Regions from separate parts of the Mus musculus genome. Here all the other regions are linked to region 1. Evidence: chromatin contacts called from public ChIA-PET and promoter capture Hi-C data. All regions are on one chromosome and are shown on one strand. Each heading gives the region's core, a stretch centred on a gene start, on an enhancer-like site or on the middle of the called end of the contact. The rest is flanking DNA. Distances are from core to core; before and after follow the strand shown. Region 1 holds the start of Usp8 (ubiquitin specific peptidase 8). Region 2 holds the start of Dusp2 (dual specificity phosphatase 2). Region 3 holds the start of Stard7 (START domain containing 7).

Evidence for each region. Promoter capture Hi-C pulls out the DNA fragments that hold promoters and counts their contacts. ChIA-PET counts read pairs in DNA pulled down with a chosen protein or histone mark.
Region 2: an RNA polymerase II ChIA-PET map of memory CD8 T cells shows a contact between it and region 1, with 30 read pairs. The contact joins the promoter of Dusp2 here to the promoter of Usp8 in region 1. A contact is called at or near these places in 4 of 39 promoter capture datasets (the C10 cell line, liver, pre-B cells and 1 more) and 2 of 115 datasets of contacts at active chromatin or transcription factors (effector CD8 T cells and memory CD8 T cells).
Region 3: a contact with region 1 is called in a promoter capture Hi-C map of erythroid cells, with 7 times the contacts expected there. The contact joins the promoter of Stard7 here to the promoter of Usp8 in region 1. A contact is called at or near these places in 1 of 39 promoter capture datasets (erythroid cells) and 1 of 115 datasets of contacts at active chromatin or transcription factors (astrocytes).

What each region holds. Positions count from the first base shown.
Region 1 is chr2:126,704,221-126,709,327 of GRCm38.p6, reverse strand. Usp8 (ubiquitin specific peptidase 8) reads right to left here and starts at 2,000. Exons shown (of 19, transcript NM_019729.3): 1 at 1,841-2,000. It also overlaps the pseudogene Gm10774.
Region 2 is chr2:127,333,865-127,338,971 of GRCm38.p6, reverse strand. Dusp2 (dual specificity phosphatase 2) reads right to left here and starts at 2,813. Exons shown (of 4, transcript NM_010090.2): 1 at 2,335-2,813; 2 at 2,074-2,195; 3 at 1,504-1,723; 4 at 595-1,391. The coding sequence starts at 2,734. The coding sequence ends at 1,177. It overlaps Gm46762 (a long non-coding RNA gene), which reads left to right and starts at 3,421. Exons shown (of 3, transcript XR_003953899.1): 1 at 3,421-5,050. It also overlaps a transcript of Astl not described here.
Region 3 is chr2:127,267,404-127,272,510 of GRCm38.p6, reverse strand. Stard7 (START domain containing 7) reads right to left here and starts at 2,282. Exons shown (of 8, transcript NM_139308.2): 1 at 1,631-2,282. The coding sequence starts at 1,929.

The DNA.
Region 1 (5,107 bases), core at 751-3,250:
CCTGCTGGCCACGGGCAGCCTGTCGTGCTATGTTCAAACTGAGCTATTGGGGATGTTGGTGTATTGCCTGGCTGTGGCCCTGTGGCTAAGTCCTGTTACCCTGGAAGGAACTGTTTAGTAAAGATGTTTGCAGAACCACCAAAAAAAAAAAAAAAAAAAAAAAAAAAAGAAAGAAAATCAGGATGCTAAGTATATAATGAATAAAATTTGATGTGTTGGCTTTACATTACAACTGGTTTACAAAGCCATCTGGATTCGGTTCCATTCTTATCAACAAAAGATCAGGATGATTAATAAGGCTCAAGTAAATAAATCAACAAGTTAAAGAATAAAAAGAAAACCTTAAATATTTTTGTTAGTTTATCTTATCCATTGTTATCTCAAAAACTACAAGTCACAAGCTATTCATTATTCATTCCTCACAGGCTTACATTACTACTGCAAGATCCGTGCAATGCCCAATATCTGGGCAAAAGAGCAGGAATATACATTTTAGGATCAACAGTGATACAGTGGCATAATTAAGTTATATACTAATTCATATTCTTAAATAAGCATACATACAGCCAACAGCACCTTAATTAGGCCAGTGCTCTATAGATGAGAAACTACCTAAATCCAACATGATTGACTTTCACCAGGGAGTCTTAAACAGAAAGAGTGAAATACTAAAAAAAAAGCAGATATCTTTAAAACAGAAACAAAAACCAAAAACTACCACCACCAACAATACACCGAGCCTGGCAGTGGTGGGCAGCACTCGGGAGGCAAAGGCAGGCAGAACTTTGAGATCAAGGGCAATCGTGGTTTAGAGTGAGTTCCATAATAGCTATGGCTGCACAGACAAACTGTCTCGAGAAAAAAAAGAAAGAAAGTAAGAAAAAAAGAAAGAGAATAAAGCCACCAAAACCAAAAAATAACACATGGAATTTTTAATGAAGTAGGATAATATACACAACTAAGAATACTCTAAGATTTAAAAAGAATACCCTTGCCAGGAGTGGTGCTTGATGCAGTTTTATCCATCTCTGGAGCCAAGGGAGGAAGGTTTCAGTGAGTTTGAGACAAGTCCTGTTTACATAGTAAGACCTTGTGGGTGGTGGCGGGGAACAACCAAGAATTACACCCTTTAGCTAGGCATCGTTTTGATCCGAAACCCTAGAGCTTTTTAATAAATATGAAACTCCTTAGATTCTGCAACACCTCTGTGAGTCACGTAAATATTTCTTGAATGACTGACTCAAGGTCATAGGCAGAAAGCAAGAACAAAACATAGGAACAGGGTCTGCAGCTTTGTGGGTAAAGGAATATCATTGTGATTTGGGGTTGACAACTCTCTCGGTACATCAGATGTGAAGGGAACTTGTCAGTGCCACAAGTCTACAAACGAAGAAACATTTTTAAGAAAAGAAAATGCCCTCTTTGAAGAAGTTTTAAGTGTGGTGAGTTTACTTAACTCAATTTTTGTACTTCACTGAAAACATGCGTGACCCGGGTAAAGGGGAATAGGGAAAACATGACAAATGGTCGTATTAAGGCCTGGGGTTGTAGGTAGCACAAAATGAGAAAAAAGGAAGCAAAAGGAAGGAGTCCAAAGTTGGGTCTAGTGTCCAACAGAAAGGAGAACTGGTCAAGGCCACCCTCTGAGACCGGCAAACTACATCAAACTCGCTGGGCACCGTAGGAGGGGGACGGGAGCGACCAAGAGTCGGGCCCTCCCTGGACCAGCCAGTTGTCTGGGGTTGTCCCACCCCTCCGCGGACAGGGCTCGTCTCCCGGATGACCAGCAGCTGGAGGACGCCTTCCCCAGGAACCGGGGCCGGAGCCAGGCCGCACTCACCGCAGCGCCCGCGCTCCGCTAACACCGGCCTCCTCGCCTGACGCCCATCGCCCACCACCAGAAGGAGAACGAGCCTTCGCTCTCAGACGCACGGCAGCGCAGCTCATCCCCTCTTCCCGATTCGCATTGCGTGGCGACGGGTCGCGTCTCGAAACGTCACGGCGAGGGCGGAGCTTCCAGTGAACCCTGTAACTCCGCCTTTCTGTCCCGTAGGGAGGGACATCAGGGCGGCCCTCTCCGGAAGGGTGAGCGCCGAACCGGCCTGAGCATGCGTCGGAAGGACAGTTTGAGCTGGTGCGGGACGGAAGCGCGCGTGCTGCGCTTCCGGTGTCCTCGCGCGTCTCTTTTCCGGGTGGAAGTCAGTTCAGATTGTGTCACATTGTGACTTGGAGCTGTCCACGGAGGAATCGAGGATATTTTGGCGCCTCTCAATAGTGCATTTTTCCCGTCAGATCGGACATTAGGGGGAAAATACGGGGAGAGGATTGATACCTTCTAAAACTTGGGAATAAACATTCTCCAAAGCCAAGCCTCTGGTTAAAGAACAGACGTGTTTGGAAAACACATTGCACAAACACCGTCAACATTTCCAAAAGGACCAGTCTTACAAAGCTGGGGTTTGAACTCTTTGGAGAGTTGTCTTGTGGAGAAAAGATGGGCTACTCGTGGACATAAAAATTGCTTAAGAGTGGAGTTGTTTTCCCTGGTCACTAAATCCGTTGGGACAGTCCAACTTTTTAATGCATGTCAAATCTAAAAGCACAGCTCTACTAAGTATATAAAATGAAAATACTTAGCAGATAGGCTGCCATTAAACGTTAAAGAGTAGTAAGCATCCAGTCTACCAACCTTTAAAATAAACCTTAGTTTCGTTTCCATTACAATTAGCTACATGCAAAGGTATTCTTGTGCTGGGCGGTGGTGGCACACGCCTTTAGTCCCAGCACTTGGGAGGCAGAGACAGACGGATTTCTGAGTTCGAGGCCAGCCTGGTCTACAGAGTGAGTTCCAGGACAGCCAGGGCTACACAGAGAAACCCTGTCTCGAAAAACCAAACCAACCAAACAAACAAAATCTTGCATTTCTCCTTTAAAAAATCAACACTAAATTATATACTATTTGTTCTCCCTAGACAAGTAAAGACTGGTGTGATTTGATACCGTGCAATGCTGGGAACTACTGGATAAAAGCCTCAAATGTTTTTTTTTTCCCCCTCATAATTAAGGAAGAAATTGTTTTTTTGAGGATGGATTATTTTAGGAAAATGTTTTTTCTCTGCTCAGCTTTGTGGAATTGAGTAAGGAAAGAAAAACTTAGAGCTGAATGTGAGAATAAGTATAAAACACATGGAGAACATTTTGGGGTGCTCTGACAATTGGAAGGAGGTAGGACTGAAAGGAAGAGAGACATCATTGGAGTGTATCAGTGAAAATTTTCTCTGAGCCCAACAAGATGCGTGAAGTCCTTACCAGGTAAACTTGGCAATCTGAGTTTGATTCCTGGAAAACACACACACACACACACACTCACGCACACACATGAGTTGTATACACACATGTGAGTTGTCCACACACACACACACACACACTCATGCACACTCACTCACACACGTGAGTTGTCCACACACACACATACTCACACACACGTGAGTTGTATACACACACACACACACACACACACACGAGTTGTCTTTTGATCTCCATGTGCTTCCCCTCCCAGAGAACAATATTTTTTTTTAATCTCTGAAGATGAGGTCCCAGAAACGCTTTTAACAAATACTGCTTTTTAATATTCACCTACAGTTTTTTAAACAATTTTATGTATTTATGCATGTGATGCCTTCTGAGGCCATGTTAGTTGTGAACCACCCAACATGGGTGCTGGGAGCTGAACCTTTGTCCCCTTGAAGAGCAGCAAGAGCTCTTAGCTCTTGAGCCATCTCTCCAACCCATACCTATAGTTATTTTATTTGCATTGATGTAATTCTGGTTCTATCTCGTCCCACTCCTAGCAAACAGAATTCTTCCTCCTTCACTAACATCTCAGCTGCTGATTTTGCTAGAAATCACAAATCATTTGCATGAGTTTCTGTGTAAATGGAGGAAGAAGTAGATGTGTGGGTCAACGGGTACCAAACATAAGGTACAAGAAATGGCAAGATAATCCCCAATTTGAGCCATGCAGTAAAAGCAGAAAGACTGAAGATATCTCCAGATTACTAATAAACATCCTGGGGTGAGATTTGAGCTTTTCAATACTTATGGAATGAGAAATCTTAACGAGGAGGGACAACTGGATGAAAATATGCTCCTTCAATTGTATTGTAGGACATGGGTATGTACAGGACAAAGCTGTCTAAACTGTGAAGCAGGAAAGAGTGGGTGTGCTGGAGGAATTGCAAGAAGTTGAACGTGAACCCATAAGTGAAAATCTCCAGACCCATGTGATGGCGTTGCAATCAAATAGGCATGACAAGAGCAGTGTATAAAGTCATCTGTTTGTATATGAGTAGCATACAGACTTTACATTTGGACTTGGAGTTCTATTTCCAAAATACTTCATTATATATGAAAATATTCCAAATAAAAAAAAATTAAAGCCCTGAAGTTCCTGTTGTCCCAACCACTCCAGATAAGAGATATGGTGGTTTTACAATTGGGCAATGTTATTAACTTTAACCTATAATGATACTTTAAGGAAGCATCTAAAAAAGATATTTTAAATTAAATATTTAATATTTATACATGTATATCATGTATGTGTTTGGATGGAATCCTTCCTTAAGATAGCACTAGACTATAATACACTATGTATTGTATTATATTATATTATATTATATTATAATATCTCTACAATTTATTTCCACTCATATGATTCATAACTGCTCCATTAGTTATTTTTTTTGTTGCTATGACAATCTCTAGGCTCCAAAGCAGCTGAGCAGTTCTGCTTCTGTGGCTCTTCTATCCACAGTATGCACAGCTTTTCTCATAGGCTCAGACCAGCTCCATTCCACACTTGTTGCTGTCCTTGGTGGTTGTTCCATGGCACTAACATCTTTAAAGTTCTGGCCTTTCCATTGCAAAAGGACTGCATTCACCAGTAACCTCCCCTAAGTTCTTGTCAGGGATCCTAAACACTGCCACACACTGTCAATCTTCAACTTCTTTCCATGCCCCTTCAATAATGCAACTAAATTTGGGCCTTCACTAATGGCTTCTCCTGGCCTTGGGTGCTCTCCATGTCTTCTTCTTGCTTTCAAAAACA
Region 2 (5,107 bases), core at 1,564-4,063, 630 kb before region 1:
GAAAGACTCCTCCTCCTCCTCCCTGTGGGCCACTAAGAATTCAACCATGTTCCAGTGAATATATGGACAAAACAAAATGGACTTACCTTTTCCTTTTGGGGGGGCAGAACATCCTGGGGAGGGGAGGGAGCAGATGTGGGAAAACTGGGAGGTGAGCACAATCAGGGTGCTTGATGTGAGATTTCCAAATAATTCATTAAAAAAAAAAAACTGATACAATTCCTGAGGAAGGCTCAGAACAACCCTAGCTCTTGAGTGCTTTACCCAGAGCAGAGAAAATGGGCGCCAGGGGTAGGTTATGCACCCTTCATCCAGGGAGCCAGTGCCCTCTGATCTAAATGCCCTCAGTCAACACATACCTGCACACCACACACTAGGTAAATGTGGGGTCTGATCAGGGATGCACAGAGCCGCTGTGAGGCTGAGGCCGACCTCGGCCTTCCTAACCCTCCCAGTTCAACCACAGGCTAGAACCTGTATGGGAAAGAGCCCAGCCCAGGCCAGCCCAGGCCAGCCCAGGCCAGCCCAGGCCAGCCCAGGCCAAGGCAGACCACTCAGCCATCGCAGGCACAGACTTGAGACCAGACAATGTGGTACTGCTCTTTTTTAAACAAAACACTGTTTTTATTGACACAACCTCAATGTTCTATATAAATATAAAGTGCTGTTTCCAACGCCCCTCCCTGGCCCACAGGGCCGGGAGGAAGTTGGGGAGAGAGCGTTAAATGTCAGTTGAACACAAATAACTTTTCAGCACCAATTACAGCGAGATGCCCACACACACACACACAAAAGTCAGATGTCCGTAACATGACACACACGTCACTTCCTGGCTCCCCTGGGAGCACAAGGCTTAAGCTTTGGGTCAAGGGCTGCACACCCCTAGACATGGTTTCTGCTTGTCACAGCTTGTTTTCTGAGCCCTTGGGTGACCAAGGGCTTTAATATAGTAAATTAATTAATTAAATTAATTTCTGCAAGTCGAAGGAGGGAGAGCAAATAAGGGCCAGCCCTTATGCCACCTCAGAAGAGCACCATATCAGAGCAGCCGTCATCCTGGATTTCCTAGCACCCCAGTGGGACGGCAAGATGAGGAGGGAGGAGCTGGGCCACAGCAGCTTCCCCCAGGAGTCAGTCAAAGCCAGAGCTGTGGGTGGGGCCAGGCTGGGCTTTGCCTCAGTGACACAGCACCTGGGTCTCCAGCTGTAGCAGCTGCCCCATGAAACTGAAGTTGGGGGAGATGACTCCCCGACGTTGCTTAACAAAGTCAAAGGCCTCGTCCAGCCGTACCCGGTGGCTCTGAATCAGGTATGCCAGGCAGATGGTGGCTGAGCGAGAGATGCCAGCTTGGCAGTGCACCAGCACCCGGCCCCCACTATTCTTCACCGAGTCTGAAAAAGAAATGTGGAGCCGAGAGTCAGACAGGAAGGTGGACAGAGGAATCAGGTGCCTGTACCTTCTCCCCTACAGTTCCCACAGAACCCTGGGCTGAGGCTCCCCTACCTATGAAGCTGATAGCCTCCTGGAACCAGGCACTTATCTCCACCATCTGGTTATCTTCTACTGGAATGCTCTTGTAATGGAAAAGACCCTCAAAGTGGTTGGGGCAGCTGGCAGAGACATTGAGAACTGCTGTGATGCCGCAGGCCTGCAGGCCCTGAAGATCTGAGGAGTGGTTGCAGCTGCCCAAGTACAGGTAGGGCAAGATTTCCACAGGACCACCCTGGAGGAGGAAGGGGACGGTGGTGAGACCTCACTCAGCCTTGTGCTGGAGGGCTTGATCCAGACATCTTGGATTGGCTAGAAACAAGAGAAGCTCTAGGCCTTCTGACCAAGGACAGAATTAAAAGTCTTGAGGCCACAAGGGGACATATGTTCAGACACTTTGTGCCACATATGCCTTAAAGTCTGTATGAGGATATATACACGTTCACACCATTTGCAGGTCACACAAACACTCTCCACATCTGGGAATGTATATTGGAACACACCCCTGTCTTTCCCCACTGGCGTTCTCCAGAGGCATCCCTCTAGAATGCACAATGAAGACAACAAATTCGAATATCAACTCACCTGGTCATAGATCGGAACCCTCGGGTCAGAGTTGCTATTTTCGGCCCCAGCAGGAGGCAGGGCCTGGGCAGGAGCTTCAGAGCACAGATCCGGACAGTACGTCTGGAAGCTTTTGAAACCGCCTGTGGGAAAGACAAGAAAGGGTATGATTAGCCAAGAGGTCGGGAACGGGGCACGGAACGTGGGACAAGGGGCTAAGAGCGCGGGGCGCGGAACATGGGAGAAGGGGCGAAGGGCGCAGGGCGCGGGGCGCGGGCTCACCTCGCAAGAAGCACACGGTCGTGGGTCCCCCGCGCATCTCGTGCTGCAGTGCGGCTAGCAGCAGGTGAGCGGGGCCGTCCGGCGGGAGCTCGGCCACAGACGCGCTGCTTTCATCCAGCACCACGGCACGGGCCAGCTCCCCGCGGCCCAGGCGCGCCCGGAGTGCGCGGTCGGGCAACAGACAGGCGAGGGCAGCGGCGGGGGTGCCGCGCGCACGCCGCCGCAGCAGCGCGTTCCAGGGCACCGGTCGCGCGGCGCGCACGTGGCTCCGGCAGAAGGCCAGGAACGGGCGGCAGTCGAGCAGCAGCGTGCGCTCGGCCTCCCGCGGCTCCCGCAGCAGCGCGCCCAGCGCCGCGCACTCTAGCTCGCACGCCGTCTCCAGCCCCATGGCGATCGGCATCGCAAAGCCTCCTGCTTCCGGATGTCCTCTCCCTCGGCTCCGGCGGCGCGGTGTCTGTGTGGCGGGAGCTGACGGTTCTGGGGGCTCTTCGTCGAGCCCGGGCTTAAATACTCGAGGGCTGGCCCCTCGGGTCACCATACAAGGGTAGAGCAGGAAGGCGCCGGTGCCCGCCCCCGCGGCTTCACGTGGGACTCTGGCTGGGCCGCCCCCGGGGCTCCCTGAGCGGACAGGGGGTGGGTGGGGCGGGGCATCAGGGGGAGGGACACGCGGGGGAAGAAACTGGGAACCAGACCGTGACAAGTGTCGGCCTGGAGTCTAGAGGCCCCACCCACGTCTCTCCAGTGTATATGCCCCAGTGCTCCCCACTCTTTGCCAGGCTTCAAGCCACTAAGTGCTTAGGAACTCAGCTCTCAGCTGCACCGAGCCTTTGAGTTACTCAGGTCTTCAGCTTCCTCACTTTTCCCATTTTCTCCCAGGGTTTTCATTCTAGGAATTTCGATAGCAAAAATGGACAAATTACCTGTTGCTACCCATAATGATACACTATTAGGAAAGACACCAACCGTCAGGAAATTGTCCTATTCTCCCATGTCAGGCCCAGGCCCAGGTGGAGGAGTCCTGGAAAGCCAAAGCCCTGGGGCAGGGGCGGGGGTGGGGTGGGGTGGGAGGGGCTTTAATGGGGAAGGGGCGCAGGGGCCTGTGACGAGTTTCCTCTTATGACTGGGACAGTTTCTTTCCCCAGGGGCCCAGGGAAACCCCCAAGAGCCTAAAAAGAAGTAGTTCCCATGCCACAGGCCAGGGCTAAAGAGGAACTCTGTTGACGATGCTGGGCTCTCCCAGGGCATAGCCAGGCCTGGCGGGAATTTCAGGGGAAGAAGGACTATTCACAGAACCTGTTCCCTTCCGACCCCTTAGGAGCTACAAACCCCTCTGGGACAGGCCCTGGTCCCACACCAAACTGTAAGAATGAAAAACTGGGTAACTCACAGCCATTCTGTGCTCCCCCACTCAAGTGCCTGCCCGCCCCCCCCTCCCGGATGTGGTGAGGCCCAGCTGCACGTGGGCCCCCCGGGACACTCCTGCGTTGGGGGCGAGAAAGTTGGTAGGTGGCTGAACTGAAGCAGGCGGGTGGGGACAGTGTTCAGAACCCAGCCTCCCAAATCTTTATTGCCCTGAGCCAATCCTCTGCCTTTACTAAGACCCTTCCAGCATCCCTGCAGATCCTTTGTTTCTTGGAGGCCTGTGGCTAGAACCTGTGGGGACCCCTAACATAAGGTATGGTAGGTATATAGGTGCTCGAGCAAAATATTATGCCTTTCCTCTTGATTTGGGGAACTTGGGGCTTGTGGGGGATACAGAATGCCAGGGAGAGCTACGAGGACTCCTGGACCAGGAGTCATGGACTTGTGTCTCAGTGGCACGGTCATGCAAGTTGGTTCCAGGGCCACAGCCTGGGTCCCTTCCCACCAAGCCTGTCTGGAGGCTGATACAGCACAACTGGCAGCCCAGCCAGGGAGTCTGGACCATAGATCCCTGAAGCTGATAGGGGGCTCTTATCCTTGGCATCAGCCTCACAGATGACTTAATGGCTGATTCCAGGGACAAATTACAGAGCATGGAGGGGGACCATCATGTCTAGTCTTGCTGAACAGAGTCACCTGCCATGCCTGGAGCCACAGCCTTCCAGCTGTGGAGAAGAGGGGAGGCCCTGCTAGCTGAGGTCCCTGCAGCAGGAGTGAAATCAACTTAGCTTTGTGGGAAACTCCAGCCCCTGACTCCAGTGCTGAACTGAGCTGCTGGGCCCCCTGGCAGGGTGAGAGTGTGTCCCTCAGAGTCTGCTGGGTGCCTCAGTCTTTGCATATGAGCCAATGCGGATCTGTCACACATACACCCCAAAGCCACTGTCCTTGGCGTGGTACCCTTTTCAGCTCTGACAAACACAGATGAACTCAAAGAAGCCAAACTGAACCATAAAAGAGGAGCTTGCCTTCATCTTCTGCTGGAGTCCCAAATCAGGGGGAAACCCCCACCTTCAACACCTGATGAAAGTCCAAGGCTGGGGTAGAAGAGCCCACATCCCTCCCCAGCTCCTGTTCTGACTGAAGATCCCCACCCCCCAATGCCGCCACCAATGAGTCATCTGTAGGTTGTCTGCCACCCCTTGCTACCTCCTCAGGACCCTGTTTGTCCAGAACCATTCGCTGGAAGCCTGCCAAGAGGAGATAGGACTCTGGACATCGGCTGGGGATAACATGAGATGGGGCCCCAGCCAGGATGGCTGCTGGCACAGGCTGCCAAGTGCCTCTTCACTAGACAGTAAGTGACCACACGGTTGGTTTCTGTTTAAGGTTGTTCATGGCCTGGCTGTTACAG
Region 3 (5,107 bases), core at 1,033-3,532, 560 kb before region 1:
TTCGAGGCCAGCCTGGTCTACAGTGTGAGTTCCAGGACAGCCAGGGCTACACAGAGAAACCCTGTCTCGAAAAAACAAAAACAAACAAACAAACAAAAAAACTGAGAATAGAGTAATGTTTATATTGTGACCTATTTGCTATTAATATCCATATGGTAAGTTTCAAATTGTGCAATACTGATTTGAAAACTAGTCTCATGCTAGAAAAAATAATTGGGACTATCTTCCTAGTAAGAAAAATGGCGGGGCTGGTGAGATGGCTCAGTGGGTAAGAGCACCCGACTGCTCTTCTGAAGGTCCAGAGTTCAAATCCCAGCAACACATGGTGGCTCACAACCATCCCTAACAAGATCTGACTCCCTCTTCTGGTGTGTCTGAAGACAGCTACAGTGTACTTACATATAATAATAAATAAAACTTTAAAAAAAAAAAAAGAAAGAAAAATGGCTTTTAACAAGGTCGAGGGTGTTGAGGGTAGTATGGCCGCAGAAAAAAAAGAAGACTTTTTTTGTTGTTTTTTGTTTGTTTGTTTGTTTGTTTGTTTTTGGTACCACTGCCAGGCGTTGTTTGTTTTTCAATACAGGATTTCTCTGTGTAGTCCTGAAACTCTCTTTGTAGACCGGGCTGGCCTTGAACTCTGCCTCCTTCTACTTCCCAAAGGTATGAGGTAGGTAGGTTTAAGGTATGAGCCACCATGCTCAGCTCTGCTCTCATTTGTAACGTTAAGATCAAAAACAAAAAAAAGTAAAACAGGTTCTCTCCTTAAGAAATATCTAGAAGAAGCTGGTGTTGGTTACTGAAACTACGGTTTAGAATGGAGGGTGTTAGGTGGAGGGGTAAGGAGCACAATTTGAGACTGTTTAAAAGGAATATAGAAATGTAATGTAAAAGCACTTTCCTTTAAAGATTATCTATCTAAAAGTTATAAAGTCTCAGAACTACAGGTTAACAAAAATAAATCAATGCCAATGGGCTTTTCCACAGACAAAACATAATGGTACAGTATTCGAAGAGTTCTAAAACAGTAAAAACAAAACAAACAAACAAAAAAAACCTAACCTAACTCTTACTGGTTAGAATATCCAGGCCATTGCTTTGTGCAAACAGACAAAATCCCTCCCAGCTTCTTGAATGTGCCAAGACACAAGTCACAATGACAGTGGGCTGTCCGCGCAAAGCCCGAGTTCCATCTGGATCGCAGTCATTTTATAAATGGCATGCTACATCACACACACACACACACACACACACACACACACACACACACACCCTTGGGCTTATTTTAAGCCCTATTTTGAATTTGCACTTTTCTGGGTACACTGATTACCCGAAAAATCACCTGTATACCTCAGATATCTAATTTGGTTTTGGAGTATTTTCTTTAGTGTCATACTACCCATTCGAAGTCGTCTCTCTTGTGGTTATTTTTAACCTGACAAGTGGATTTAACAGGCATGGGGGCAGTAACACGGGGTGCTAAAATGGGTTCAATCTATTGCATCGTACTCAAAAGACCACTGGGCAAACTGGGCACTGTCAACAGCTCAAGCCCCAAGGTGCCCACCAACCTCCCGCCCAGGCCCACCCTTCTCTACGGAACAGGGACGCCAACTGCAGCCAAGAGGCTCACCTCTGCAACTCCTCCTCCTGGATTCTCTCCTCGTCCCATACGAAAACACCGGAGAGCGCCGCCATCAAAACAGAGGCATGGCCGGGGCGGCCTCGCAGCCGGCGCCAGAAGCGTCCGAGCAGGGCGCAGCGCGAGCTCTCGGAATACAGGCGGCCGTAGAGCTGCGCGATCTGCTGCGCTCGCCGCACGCGCAGGCCCGTCACGAAGCGGCACTGATTGGCCAGCGCGGACAGCAGGCCCCCGCCCCGCGCGCCCGCCAGCCAGGCGGCCAGGGTGGCCGGTGGCCTCCTCGGGAACATGTCGGCCTCTGTGGATTCCCGCGCCTGCCGCGGGGCCCCGGAGAGGAAGGGCTGGGGGAAGGCAGGCCGGGCCGTCCGCGCAGTCCCCTTAACGGGTTGACCCCGAGGCCACCTCACGCTCCAGAAGCCAGGAGCCGTCCCTCATGCCTTTTTGCAGAAGCGGCTGAGGTAGCGTGGCTTCCGAGGAGAGCGCCGTTGCACGAGGCCCTCTCGGTCCCGACAGCCCGCCCGTCTGTGTGTACGGCGGGAACTCGCGGGGCCCCCGCGGCCAGGGCGCGGGAAGCAAAGCGGTGGCCGTCCCAGGCCACAGCAGAAGCGGTCCCGTGCGCCTGTGTCCGCCTCTCGCGCCGAGTGCGCGCAACCTAACCTGTTTGTCCTGCCCGCACTCTGATTGGGCGCATCTCAGAACCCTGGGCGCTCATTGGCTAAGCCAAAGTGCTCCTCCGCCCTTGCTCCGGGCTGCCTGGTAGCAAGCTAGGTGGCGTGGCGGGAGGGCCTGTCAAGGGCGCCTGGAGAGTGACCCTCGGACCCGGCGGTGCAGCCATTTAGGGACGTCTCACCCGGTCCGGAGGAGAGGCACGGTCAGGTGCGGTGGCGTTCCGTTGTCCTGAGAGGCCCGGCCTGTTTCCCTGTTCTCTACAGTCCCGGGAGGGGCGGTGCACGCCCTACGTGACCCCGCACCTATCACAGCCCAGGGGCAGCTTCCTTGGTCCCCCTTGCCCTGATTCCCCGAGCCCTCCTAAGTATCTGCGGCAGGGACGCGGTTCTGGGTTCCGGCTCCGAGAGAGTACGGGTGGTCCATCCTTAGGGCCGAAGAACACCTTGCAGAGAACTCGAGGGCGGGTGACCCGTTGCTCTCTGAAAATGCGTTAGGCCTGAGCAGTCTCTGACTCGGAGGAGGCAACAAGGTAGGAGAGTAACCAGGTTTCCCAAAACCTGTCTGGCCACGTGTATGTAACCTAATGGTTACTACATGGAGTCTCAGGATACATCAGTATTCTAAGCCAGGGCCTGGTGGCTCATGTCTGTAATCCCAGCACTCCAGAGGCTGAGGCAGGAGCATTGCCAGCCTGAGCAACAGTGTGTCTCAAATAAATAAATAAATAAATAAATAAATAAAATTGCCAGCCTGAGCAACAGTGTGTCTCAAATAAATAAATAAATAAATAAATAAATAAATAAATAAAATTGCCAGCCTGAGCAACAGTGTGTCTCAAATAAATAAATAAATAAATAAATAAAAATTCTCTGTCCAGTTATAAGATGGAAATAATAGCTGCCCCTTAAGTGAAGAATCAGTCTGCCTCCATTTTAGTCTTAAAAGTCATCTTACAGATAGTAAAGACAAGCCAGTTCACTCCTTTTTATGATTAAACCTGTTTCTCAAGGATTGAGCTATGCCCCACCTATAACCTTAACCACAAATAGTTCTGTACTGTCTCTTCCTAGAATCGTAGTCATTTCTTTGTTTTTTAAAAGTTGTGTATAACCATCTTGCAACCCTACCTCTATTTCAAAAGGCTATACAACCACCTATGACTACCTTGTTAGGCCTACCTTGCAACCGTGCCTTTGTTTTAGGGACCCTTGTAAAACTAACTTGTTATGCTTACAGTGTGCCTCTGTGACCCGGCCCATTTTACCCACCAAATCCCCCGTTTGGAAACTCCCTACCACTGACCTATAAAAGCCTTGTCTTCCTCACATCCAAGGCTGATCTCTGGAACCCCACCTTAGAGGGAGGCAGCCCTCATACATGAATTAATTTAACCATGCTGATTTGGGTCAGTGGTCTTACTCTTCCCATGTTTGCTATTAACACAAGAAGCTTTACAGTAAATTCTTTCTTTCTTTTTTTTTTTTTTAACTTAAGAATCTTAGCAGGGCATGGTGGCACAAACCTAACCAGCACTCCAGAGGCAAAGGCAGATTGGCTCTCTGTGAGTATGAGGACAGTCTGGTGTACAAAGCAAGATCGTGAGCTTGGCCCTCAGCCGATGGGAAAAGACACAGCTACCATCTGAGTTAGAAGAAAAACCAAGTGCACTTCCTAGGTTGCCTTGTCTAGACACTTCAATTGGAGTGGCAGTCTTTTTCTTTTTGACCCTAAGCGTTTCTAACAAGGAGAACCTGCAGACAGCTCCCAAAGCAGTTTCTTCAAACAAGGAAACTGGGGCTGGGGAGGGGGACTTGTGCATAATTATACTGGAGAGACTTGCCATTCCATCTGGAGCTGGGCACATTCCTGCAGTGCCCACTCATGCCTTTTCACACAGAACGAGCTTTAAAATATCAGAGAGGTCTGGTGTGGTGGCTCCTGCCTGTAACCAACCCCAGCACTCAGGAGGACTGCTTCCTGTCCTCGGCCATTCTGGGATACAGGGAGACCCTGCTGCAAAAGATGCAAAGCAAAGCGTTTGGAGAGCACCGCCTAGAAGCTGAGAATTGAATGGGACAGTGAACAAAGTCTACTCTCTAAGCTGCCTAGAAGGACCTTTCTAGTCTACTCTGCTGCCAGTGGGAGGCAGCAGTCTCTCCCTGCCTGTCAGCAAGAAACTTCCTTACAGAGGATTTAGAATTTTACGGATACCCTCACTATTGTGTGCCATCTTAGATATTTGTACTAAAACAAATTTTTCTCCAAAGGTTCAAAGGGAAGGATAATTTCTGGTGACTGAAATTTAGGCTTCTCCTGCTCCATCCAGGCAGAATTTAGAGTAGAGATTGATAATGTGTTTATTTCTTCTTGAGAGAAATGTGTAAGCAATAGGAAATAGTACCGGCCTCTTGAGCAATGAGAGGGTTGTACTTCACTGCTAACTGCTTCCCGAGCCAGTGAGGTCTGTGCCAACCCCAAACCTGTGAATGGTTTGGGGATGCTATCTGCCTTATAAAGCAGGATGTAGGAATTGTCTTCTGGAAGGACATAGTTGTCTTCTCTGAAAACCTCCCACATCATCAGCTTTGATGTTTTCTAGGAAAATAGAGTGTTATGAGGAGTCAAGATTTTTACAGTTGAGGTCAGAACACAGAAACTGCAACTAGCAAATCATGAGTGTATTTACCTCTAGAACATAGCATCGAGGGCTTCATTAAGACTGGATAATTTGCCAGGTGATGGTGGCGCACACCTTTAATCCCAGCACGTGGGAGGCAGAGGCAGGCGGATTTCTGAGTT